Regions from separate parts of the Rattus norvegicus genome. Here regions 1 and 3 are each linked to region 2. A link is a contact called in public Hi-C data. All regions are on one chromosome and are shown on one strand. The core of a region is the stretch at or near the end of the contact, and the rest is flanking DNA. Distances in the headings are between cores, read along the strand shown.

Region 1 (3,117 bases), core at 87-2,586, 400 kb before region 2:
ACTAATCAGTCATGATCTGACTCCTCACTTCTCATCCATCCCTACACCCTTCCTATTTTCTCTAAACTGAAGCCTTTGTCCCGAAAGAAAAGTTAACGGAGACAGACAGACACACACACACAGAGACACACACACGAGACATAAAAACGGAACACCAGACGGGAGAGACAGAGAGTGGCCTCGACCGCCAACCAGATTTTGGATCACACTTCGACAAGGCGGGAGCGAGGATGAGCGTGACTAACGACTCACACGAGGGTGGAGAGACAAAGGACAAGAGAAGACGAGGGGCTGCACTTCCCCCTGTCACCTCGCGGTGTTGAGCCCCAACGTCAGCCATCAGTCAAGGGTGATAGATAAGGGTCAGCACCGCGCGCAGAGCGCTCACTTCCCAATTGCAAACATCATGTGGCTGCCGCTATTCACTTGCTCAGGAACACCCGAGGGCCCATCCCGGCGGCGCACACCCGTGATTCCCAGTGCCGGGAAGCAGAAGCAGGAAGGAAGGGGGTGGGGAGAGCCTATGGTAATTAAACGGTGGCTGCAAGGGTACGAATGGCTCCATTAAAAAAAGAAAATTCTTTTTTGAAAAGGCTGGGTGTCTGGTTCAATGAAGGTGCTCGCTTAGCAACGCGAGAGGCCGCAAGGATCGGCCCAGCGCCGCCACAATTAATTTTAATAGTCACATTAAGGAATTAAGGTCGCAGCTGAGGACGATGCAGCCTTTAGAGTGGTCTTAAAAGCGAACGCCTCGCAGTGCCCTCGGAAGTTTCCCGGAAAGCTTCCTGGAAACCTTCCCGACTACTGCGCCGACACCATTGGTCAAGCACGGAGATAGCCATTTACAGAGAGCTCCAAATAAGGGAGCGTAAGCAGGGGGTCAGAGGGTTGAATGGGCCCGGAGGCAAGATCCTTCCCATCCCTGGCGGACTAAGAAAAGGCCCGGAGGGGAGATGCGAGGGGCCCCGCCCTCCTCCTGGCGCCGCCTCCGGCCGCCGCGGCCTCGGGTGGGCAAAGGACCCACTGGAACATCCAGGAAACGAGGAACACAATGGCGGCCGAGGCCACCATTTTGGATCGTCCCCCGCCTGTCTCCCAGCTCCCCCACCAAGATTTGCTCTCAGAAAGGGATGAAAACAATGGAACTGAGCGTTCGCCTACGCGCCGGCGGCCACACCGCCGGCCGGGCACCGGGTATCAGGGGCCCGCGCGGCGGAATGAGCCGCGGGGCGGGCAGATGGCGGCGGATAGTACACAAGGCCGAGCTTACCTAAGCACTGCGAGCGTGTATGGCGGCAGCAACAGGGACGGAGGCGGGAAGCTGCCTTCACTTCCGGTTCCAGTCTCGCCCCGGCCTCCCGCCTTCCCGGCCGCCAGGGCGCATGCGCGGGGTGCCGGAAGGAGGCCTCGGGCGGCGCGCGCTCCACGGCTGGCTTTGCAGAATGCCCACTTGAAGTTAAGCTTCTGACGCCCCCTTCCGTCGCCGGCAGCAAGAGCGCGACAGGAAGCTCACATCTCTCCCCATCTGATTTCCCCATTTTGTTCTTCTACGCTTCTGCACACCCTCCGACGGTCGGCTTTACTTTTGTTCTGTTTTGTTTGCCACGCCAGGCTTCTCCCTGGGCGCCTCTCTGTGGGCATGCAGGACTCCGCGAGCAGAGTGAGAAGCGTTCTCACGGGGTCCTTAGCCTCGTAGTCAAGGTGACCTGAGAGCGGCTAAGTCTGGCCTCTACTGGGGGGGGGGGGGTCCGGTACGTGACCACGCCCATTACAGTTGTGCAGAGAATAGGCCGGATTTACCCAAAATTATATTGGGAGATGGAGGCTTACATTCTGTCCAGGTGCTAAATAAATGGTGGAGTTTGAGGGTTATGCACCTTTCCATAATTATTACTAACTAGAGCAGCAGAATGGTCTCAGTTCCATTATTCAGCCCGGAATTTGTCCCCCCTAAGTAGGTGGTATTCCCTTTGAGGTGCTACACACGTCAGAAGTGATGACCTGTTGCCTTTCTGCAGAAACATAAGCAGGTGCTTTCCCTATTGAGCATACTTGAAAGTAATACTAAGTAACACTAAGTAAGTATCATTGTTGCCAACCAGCCCGCTGTGTCCTGCTCAACGGATAAGCTCCCTGGGCTGGGGCTTGGTAGCTTTTGATTCCTCAGCCATTTGACAGCTGTAAGCAGCAGGCTGGCAGGTTTTGTATAAATCAGAAAGTGGGGATTCCTCCGTCCCTGGTAACTTAGTAAGAGCTGTAGCTCCAGACAGAGAGGCACCTTTGGCTTTGAAGAGTTTCCAGGAACTCTTCTAGTGACCTAGTTGGAAAGCTCTCAGCCGCTTTCTTCCAGTTACTGGACCTAATGTGGCAGCACCAAGGACGGAGGCATAGTAAGGTTTGTCCCAAGTGAGCCAGGCTTTACAGCCAGCAAAGGGCGTTTGCACCAATCTGGGCAAACAGGGAACTCATGCAAATGAAGACTTACGTTTGCACCAATCATAATATATCCCTTTGGCACCAGTCATAACACATCCTCCTGCTAGGGGACTATGGGAAGGACTGTGGGAAATTCCACCATGCCACTGGGGAGGACAGGGGGGACACAAACAGTCCTGGCTGAGCTGCACCATCAGGAGTTGGAGCAATTAGCTGCCATCACTGTGTGGTTTTTCTCAAAGCCTTTATAGAGGATTCAAAATGGCCGGTCTGTCTGGCTGTTTGAATGACAGTCCTGGTTAAGGTAGCCAAGGGAGGAAGGGATTGTCTAACAACTAACTGTGGTTTTAACAATGCTTAAAACCTGGACCACTGGCCCAGAGCAAGGTGAGTCCCTCTCAACTGTTTTACCATTTTTTTTCTTCCTTTCTCTGTTAGTGAGTTTGAGTCTGTTATATAGCCTAGACTAGCCTCAAACTCTCAATTCTCCTGCCTCCACCTTCAAATGCTGGGATTAGGCACCATGCCCCGCTCTAGTATTCCTATAAACATAAGAAACAGGGAAGTAAAACAAGATGGCTAAAGCCATACAGCTATCAGGGTAACACCAGGGTGTAAGCGCCCCAATTTCCCATCAAGTGTGCCCCTCCTCTTTAAAAATCTGCTTGCTTTTCTATAGCT
Region 2 (3,316 bases), core at 157-2,656:
GAGGAAGATCACAAGAGCTCAGGAGTGGGAAAAAACACCCAACCTGGTAACATACTGAGATCCCGCTGGGGTGTGGGGGTGGGGGACACAGTGGAAGAGAGAGGAAGGAAGAAACCATTGACAGACTTGACAGATGTTTTGCTGTGTAAATAGTACAGAAGCCAGTGTGGAGGCAGAACTAGTCCAGGCTACCCAAGGCCACATATTTTCAATCCAGCCTGGGCTAAGTGTGAGACCCTGCCTGAGGCAGGGGTTGGGTGGGGTGGGGTATCAGAGGTGAAATTTTAAGGCCTATTAAGTGTGGTTGGTCCTATCTAAAAGCACAGGAAGATGGCATAACGGCATCCGATGGTGGTTCACAAGGCTCTGGATGGAACCGGTAATCCAAATGTAACACTCTCCAGCGCTTGGGTGGTTCTAAAGCCACAGGAAGGATAATTCCACAGGGGATGACCAGAAAAGAGGGAGGGTTCAAACCAAGACTGCACTCCACTGAGAGGTCCGCTTTGGGTAAGAGGCAGAACCCCCATGCCTCACACTCACCCCAGGTGTCCTCAGGGTCTGGAGAAGCTGGGCCACCATGCTCTACTCCCTTACCTTTTTCTTGAGTTTGTTGAATTTCTTCTGTAGTGCCTCTTCCTCTTCACTCAGCCCCGGAGGTATCACCAACATGTTGGCTCCTGGTTCAAGGGCAGAACCCAAGACATCATTCTCTACTGTCACCATTCAAAATTCACACGTCGTCCAACTTGCGTCCATCATGAATGCACCCCAACCTCCAGGCCCGCCTCCTCCAGCCTCTGGCCTTTTCCTAACCCCTTGTTTCTCCGAGGCTGCTTGTCCAGCCTCCTGTTCATTGTAATCAACCGGCATTCCCGCCTATGTCCAAGGTCCAGACACTAGAGCCTCGGGGTACCTCAGCCCGGAGAAGGAAAAGCACTCCCTGCGACGCCAAGGCGATGGCTCCCGACCCCCATGCCCAATGGGGTTAGGTCAGCCAACCTCGGGGTCCGGTGGGCAGAGAAGGCGGCCGGGCCCGCGCAGCGCTATCTGGGCAACCAGAGGAGGAGGAAGAAGAACCAGGGGCCGCGCGGGGAAGGCGCGAAGGATGTGAGACGAAGCCCTCACCTGAGGGGGCGGCGCCCGGGCCCGCGGTCTCCGGCGCCGCCGCGCGGGCTGCTGCGCGCGGGCTCGCGGCGATGACGTAAGGGGGCGGGACACGCGGTAACCAAGGCGGCGAGGCGCAGCGACTTCCGCCCGGCCTTGCCCGGCTCCGAGTCCGGCTTCGGCGCCGCGCTCGCCCACGCTCCCGGCGGGGAGTGGTGGAGGAGGGGGCGTGTCGGAAGTCATTTCAACTTCCGCCCTTCTCGGGGCGGGGCCGACTCCGCGGTTACTCTTGAGTTTCCGGGCTCCCCAGCAGCTGCCGCGGCTCCAGGATGATGGAGACCGAGCGACTCGGTGAGGGGGAGGGGAGGAGAGCAGAACGGAATAGTTGACAGGAGTGACTTTTGGCTTTTAACCTGTGACCTTTCCTTCGTAGTGCTGCCTCCCCCAGACCCCCTGAACCTGCCCCTTCGAGCTCTGGAAGTGGGGTGCACTGGCCGTTGGGAGCTGCTAAACGTGCCAGGGCCTCCAGAGAGTACTGTGAGTGACTTTTGACTCTCACCTTTGACCTGCGGGCCTAGAAGAAACTCCACCCTGCTCACAGGAGGATGTAGCTTGACACTTGGACACTGTCATCTCCTCTCTGCCCCCTCCCACGCCTCTGGCTCATGCCGGACAGATCACACCCTACTGGAGCTCCTGTAGGGCGTGCTCCAGGGAGTGCTGGAGACACCAGCTCTCAGGGCTGCCCCCTTCACGTGTATCTTTCCTCCTTGGAGGTCGCTTCTGTCTACACACCTCGGCTTTTAAGCTCCTGAATCTGAAGGATGTGGCTAACACCTTTAATCCCAGCACATGGGAGCAGAGGCAGGCACATCTCTTGAACTGGAGGCCAGTTTGATCTACATACCAAGTTCCAGGCCAGCCAGGGCTACGTAGTGGGACCTCATCTCCAAAAACAGAAAGAGAAGAAGCAGAGAATTTAAGACCGGCTGGGTGACTTAGCCCAGAGATTCTCAACCCATTTGGGGGTGGGATGACCCTTTCCCAGGGGTCACATCAGATAATCCGGTACATCAGGTACATTACGGTTCACAAAAGTAGCAAAATTACAGTTAATAAGTAGCAACGAAATTATTTTATGGTTTGGAGTCACCACAACAGGAAGAACTGGTGCATTAAAAGGTAGCAGCATTACGAAGGGTGAGACCCACTGGCTTAGCAGATTAAAACGCTTACCCATGCAATCTTGACGAAACGGGACCAACTCCCCAACTTCGCAATGTTGTCTTCTGACTGCCCCGTGTGCGTGTGTGTACCCATATCCACACATTACACACATATCTACGCATAGCAACACATACACATAATAAGGTTTCTAAAGCACGAGTCCTCAGCTGAGCATATAGCCCTCACTCAGCATACACAAAGCCCTGGGTTTGATCCCCAGCCTGCACGACAGTCGAGTATGGTAGCACATGCTTATCACCCCCTCTCTTGAGAGGGTTTCATGAGTTCCCGGGTTTCATGAGATCCTGCCTCACTCAAAATGAGAATGCATATCGCTGTGTCTGGCCTGTGTGTGTCTGAAATTCACAATTTACATTAGTTGGTAAGCCAGGTGCTTCAGCTAGGGACATCTACCGTTGGATCTAAATACAAATTCCATCACCTCTTTTGTCTACCCTTTATCCTTTCCTAACCTAACACTTCTCAACTCTCCCTTGTCCCAGCTTCCCCATGGCCTCCCTCCCTGTGCCCCAGATCTGTGCCAGGAAGCAGAGCAGTTGTTTCTGTCGTCTCCGGCCTGGCTTCCTCTACACGGTGTGGAGCACTCAGCTCGGTGAGAAGCCTGCGGTGGCCCAGACCGGGGAGATCGACGAATGGAAGGAAGCAGGGGATAGGGAGAAAGGCGACTCCAAAATTCCTTTCCTTCTCTGCAGAAAATGGCAGAGGAAGACAGATCCCTGGTCGCTTCTGGCTGCTCTGGGGACTCCAGTCCCATCCGACCTTCAGGCCCAGAGACACCCAACCACAGGCCATATACTGGGCTATAAGGAGGTGAGAGAGAGGTCAGAGACCACAAGAAATGGAATTGGGAAAAAGGGTCAGGTCTTGGTCTCACTGGTTGTCCAACCGCTTGTCTCAGGTCCTGCTGGAGAACACGAACCTGTCGGCCACCACCTCCTTGTCCCTTCGCCGGCCTCCAGGG
Region 3 (3,338 bases), core at 392-2,891, 290 kb before region 2:
AGGCAGCCCCGCTATGTGTCCCCACCTCCCAGAAAGACACATCAACCCTTGGTAACAGGCAGAATTAACTATCACACATATCTACTCACAAAATCTACGTGGCTTTTTAAATATCTGCTTTAGAAAACCACGAAAATGACCTGCGCATGATGGTGTCTCAAAGAATTATGCAGGAAAAACAAAAGATAAACGTGGCCACACTGAACTTAGCTCAAGACTCAAATTATGCCTCAACTATTGGCGATTCTACTTCACCGTGTATGGAAGCAGGTTTCTGTAACCTATAAAAAAGAACAGACACACCATACTGGTCTGAGGTCCCCCTGTGTTGTGTCTGGTCCCAAAGGCCAGAGCCATGCCTGTCCCTTTGGGCTGGAGGTCTGCACAGAATAGGTATAGAGTTCTCCTCTGTACCTCCCACTTCTGAGTTCTGTCAAGGTGAGGACAGGCTAAACAAAATCTGCCTCACTCAACGGTAACCACACCTCCCAGCTCAATAGGAACGTCAGATGTCCTACAGAGTAAGGGACAAAAGGGTCAATGACAAGAAAATCAGGCTCATCCTTCACAAAACAAACGAGCAAAAGGGGTGTCATCTCTACAAAGTACTGGTGTCTCACCTGGGCCCCCACAATAAAAGTCCGAGTCTGAGAGTCCAGGGTCTTCACCAGTACCTCCAGGCTGTCAGGCTCCTCCATAGCGGTACTGGTACTATCACTCGGCTCCATGGCCGACAGCTCTCTAAGGAAGAACGAGGAAGGGGGGGGGGGATGGTTCGCTGTCGGTCGCGCTGTATTTTATACACCCGGAAGCCTCTCTGGACCCAATCTCCGCCCCAATCCCTTGAAAGTTTCACATACACAAGCACATATATTCATCCTCCTCCTCCTCATCCCCCCTTTTTGATTCGGGGGCACAGGAATAGAAACACAAAGGGTATGAGATCGACGGCATAGGGAGATGAAGGACGAGAGGTGGGAGGGGCTCTACAATGCCAATCACAATAGGGAGAGCCAGTTGGGCTAGGAATCGGGGAAGCAAGCACGAGACCGATCAGAGACCAGTGTCATCACCGGTCGCGACCGAGCAAGCGCCCGAGAGATCGGGAAATCCTAGGACAACGCGAGGGGGGGGGGGAGGGTCGCGCTAGACTCGGCAGAGAAAGTAGCTTCGCGCACGCGCGCCACCACAATCGAACCCGCCTAAATCACCACAGACCCAAGACCACCGACACTCACGGGAGGCTGGATGGGCTCGCTGACCGCCCCCTCCTTCCGCCTCCGTCTTTCGTCGGTATTCCAGCAACACGACTTAACCAACACGCGGCCAAACACATACAAACACATACACAGCCCACCACCCTGTGGCTCCGCCCCCGACTTCCCCACGGTACCGTCACTTCCGGTCTCCCCCAACCTGGCACCAAGGGCCACTTCCGTTTCCCCGATAGTATTTGGGGATCTCGAGGCGGTACTTCCGGCTCCCCCAGTCTCCCCCGATTTACTTTCGTGGGGCACGATGAGAAAGTCCACAGCCCCGAGCAGTGAGTTTCTGGGGGGCGAGACGGGCCGGGGCCGGCCTAGATGGGAGGGAGCCGACCACCCGGAGGAGCCGCCGCCGCCGCCGTCGCCCGGGGGACCGCACTGCGCCTGCGTGAACCGCGTACGCGTGCGCACACTTTAAGTATTTCCCCGCCCCCCCCCTCCGGCTGTGTGCGTTTCTTCCCTGCTCGCGCCGTTGTGCTACCCGACCGGGGTGTCTACTGTAAACGCCTGAAGAAAAATTACTGGGTGGAATGCTGCACCTTCCTGGGGAAAAGAGTCTGGGATTTCTGCGTATTGCACCTCGTTAATCAACGTTCCTATCTTGACGGACATAGAAATTTACAGGCACAATTCTAACTACCCAAACCTCTGCAAGACCTCTGGTCCTCCCGTCATTCCTGCTCTTCCGGAAGCCACTCTTTTCCGTGGACGGCTTGGGCGTTCCGCGGGCTGTATTTGCTTGTGCTCAAGTTTAGTTCCTGGCGGGATTAGGGTAGTTGGACGTTTTGCAGACTTTGGCCGTCCTATTGGTCTTTGATTGAGAGCACTATGGGAGTGCCATATTTAAGGATAACTAAGCATACTGCTTTTTAGGAGCTTTTTTAAAGAAACGAAAGAAAAAAAAACGGGTGCCTTAGGGATCGGATTGAAAGACAAGGACAAGACTTTTGAGAAAGGAGATTGGAAGGCCAGCCACCGAGGGAGTTAGTTGAACAGGGTGGGACGGTTGTTTCTCTACATTCTTCCCCACTTATTCTTAGATGCCAATACTGATGAGAGTTCCAGTAAGCATTGTATATTGAGACTTTTATATGCTGTTTCAGTGTTAACTCTGAATTGCCCGGAACCCATAAAGACAATGTACCCCACACCACCACCCAGGGCAGGGTCGTGTGTCACTCTACTAGACTGTATTTACGTTTTGAGGTTTTTTTTTCCTCCGAGACAGGATTTCACTATGTAGATCTGGATGTCCTGTAACTCACAGAGATCCACCTGCTGGGATAAAAGAACTTAAATATTTTTTAAAATGCTTTTCTGGGGGGTGGCTGTATGGCCTTCGTCTGTCACAGCACAGCGCAGGTGTGGAGATCTGAGGGAAAATGTGCTCTTTCACTGCGGGGACCTGGGGATCAAAGTCAGGTCCTCTAGCTTGGCTTGCCATCCGCCAAGCACCATCACTGCTGGAACACTTCCCTAGACACACATTTAGTATTTTATTATAAAGATTTCAGGGGCTGGAGAGATGGCTCAGCGGTTAAGAGCACTGAGTGCTCTCCCAGAGGTCCTGAGTTCAAATCCCAGCAACCATATGGTGGCTCACAACCATCTGTAATAGGATCTGATGCCCTCTTCTGGTGTGTCTGAAGATAGCTACAGTGTACTCATACACATAAAATAAATTAATAAATCTTTAAAAATCACTACCAGAAGTTGCACAGACGGATATTTGCTTCAGACTTGATGTAACATGATCTCATTTAATCCCCTGAGACTAATGGGTTGCCCATCCCAGAGATGGGGGTAAAAAATAGAAATTAATACAATTGTCCCAAGAGACTAGATTGTTGTTACCACTGAGTTTGCTTGGTATGCATAAGTTCCCACATCTAAGAGTCGAGTTAAGGGTTAGACCCACTCTTAATACTAGGGTTACACTTCTTAACCATTACAGTCTAATAGAATGTCTTCACTACTACCAAAGTCTGAATAAATGCGAACCCATTTGTCAGTGAGCTTTCCCCTCCTGTGTTCTTACTACTTCCCCTACCTACTATCAGATCACAAGAGAAA

Evidence for each region. A called contact is a pair of places that touch in the nucleus more often than the background predicts.
Region 1: a Hi-C map of frontal cortex shows a contact between it and region 2, with 4 times the contacts expected there. The contact joins the promoter of Ddx39b here to the promoter of Skic2 in region 2. A contact is called at or near these places in 2 of 12 Hi-C or Micro-C datasets (frontal cortex and hepatocytes) and 1 of 1 datasets of contacts at active chromatin or transcription factors (oligodendrocytes).
Region 3: a contact with region 2 is called in a Hi-C map of liver, with 2.9 times the contacts expected there. The contact joins the promoter of Bag6 here to the promoter of Skic2 in region 2. A contact is called at or near these places in 2 of 12 Hi-C or Micro-C datasets (frontal cortex and liver) and 1 of 1 datasets of contacts at active chromatin or transcription factors (oligodendrocytes).

The regions. Positions count from the first base shown.
Region 1 is chr20:3,588,315-3,591,431 of GRCr8, forward strand. It overlaps Ddx39b (DExD-box helicase 39B), which reads right to left and starts at 1,337. Exons shown (of 11, transcript NM_133300.3): 1 at 1,271-1,337. It overlaps LOC120099056 (small nucleolar RNA SNORD83), which reads right to left and starts at 413; the gene lies at 335-413.
Region 2 is chr20:3,985,820-3,989,135 of GRCr8, forward strand. Skic2 (SKI2 subunit of superkiller complex) reads left to right here and starts at 1,407. Exons shown (of 28, transcript NM_213559.2): 1 at 1,407-1,458; 2 at 1,541-1,644; 3 at 2,838-2,947; 4 at 3,048-3,165; 5 at 3,254-3,316. The coding sequence starts at 1,437. Nelfe (negative elongation factor complex member E) reads right to left here and starts at 1,197. Exons shown (of 11, transcript NM_001165901.1): 1 at 1,129-1,197; 2 at 598-680. The coding sequence starts at 672.
Region 3 is chr20:3,691,688-3,695,025 of GRCr8, forward strand. It overlaps Bag6 (BAG cochaperone 6), which reads right to left and starts at 1,642. Exons shown (of 26, transcript NM_001414741.1): 1 at 1,394-1,642; 2 at 621-741. The coding sequence starts at 728.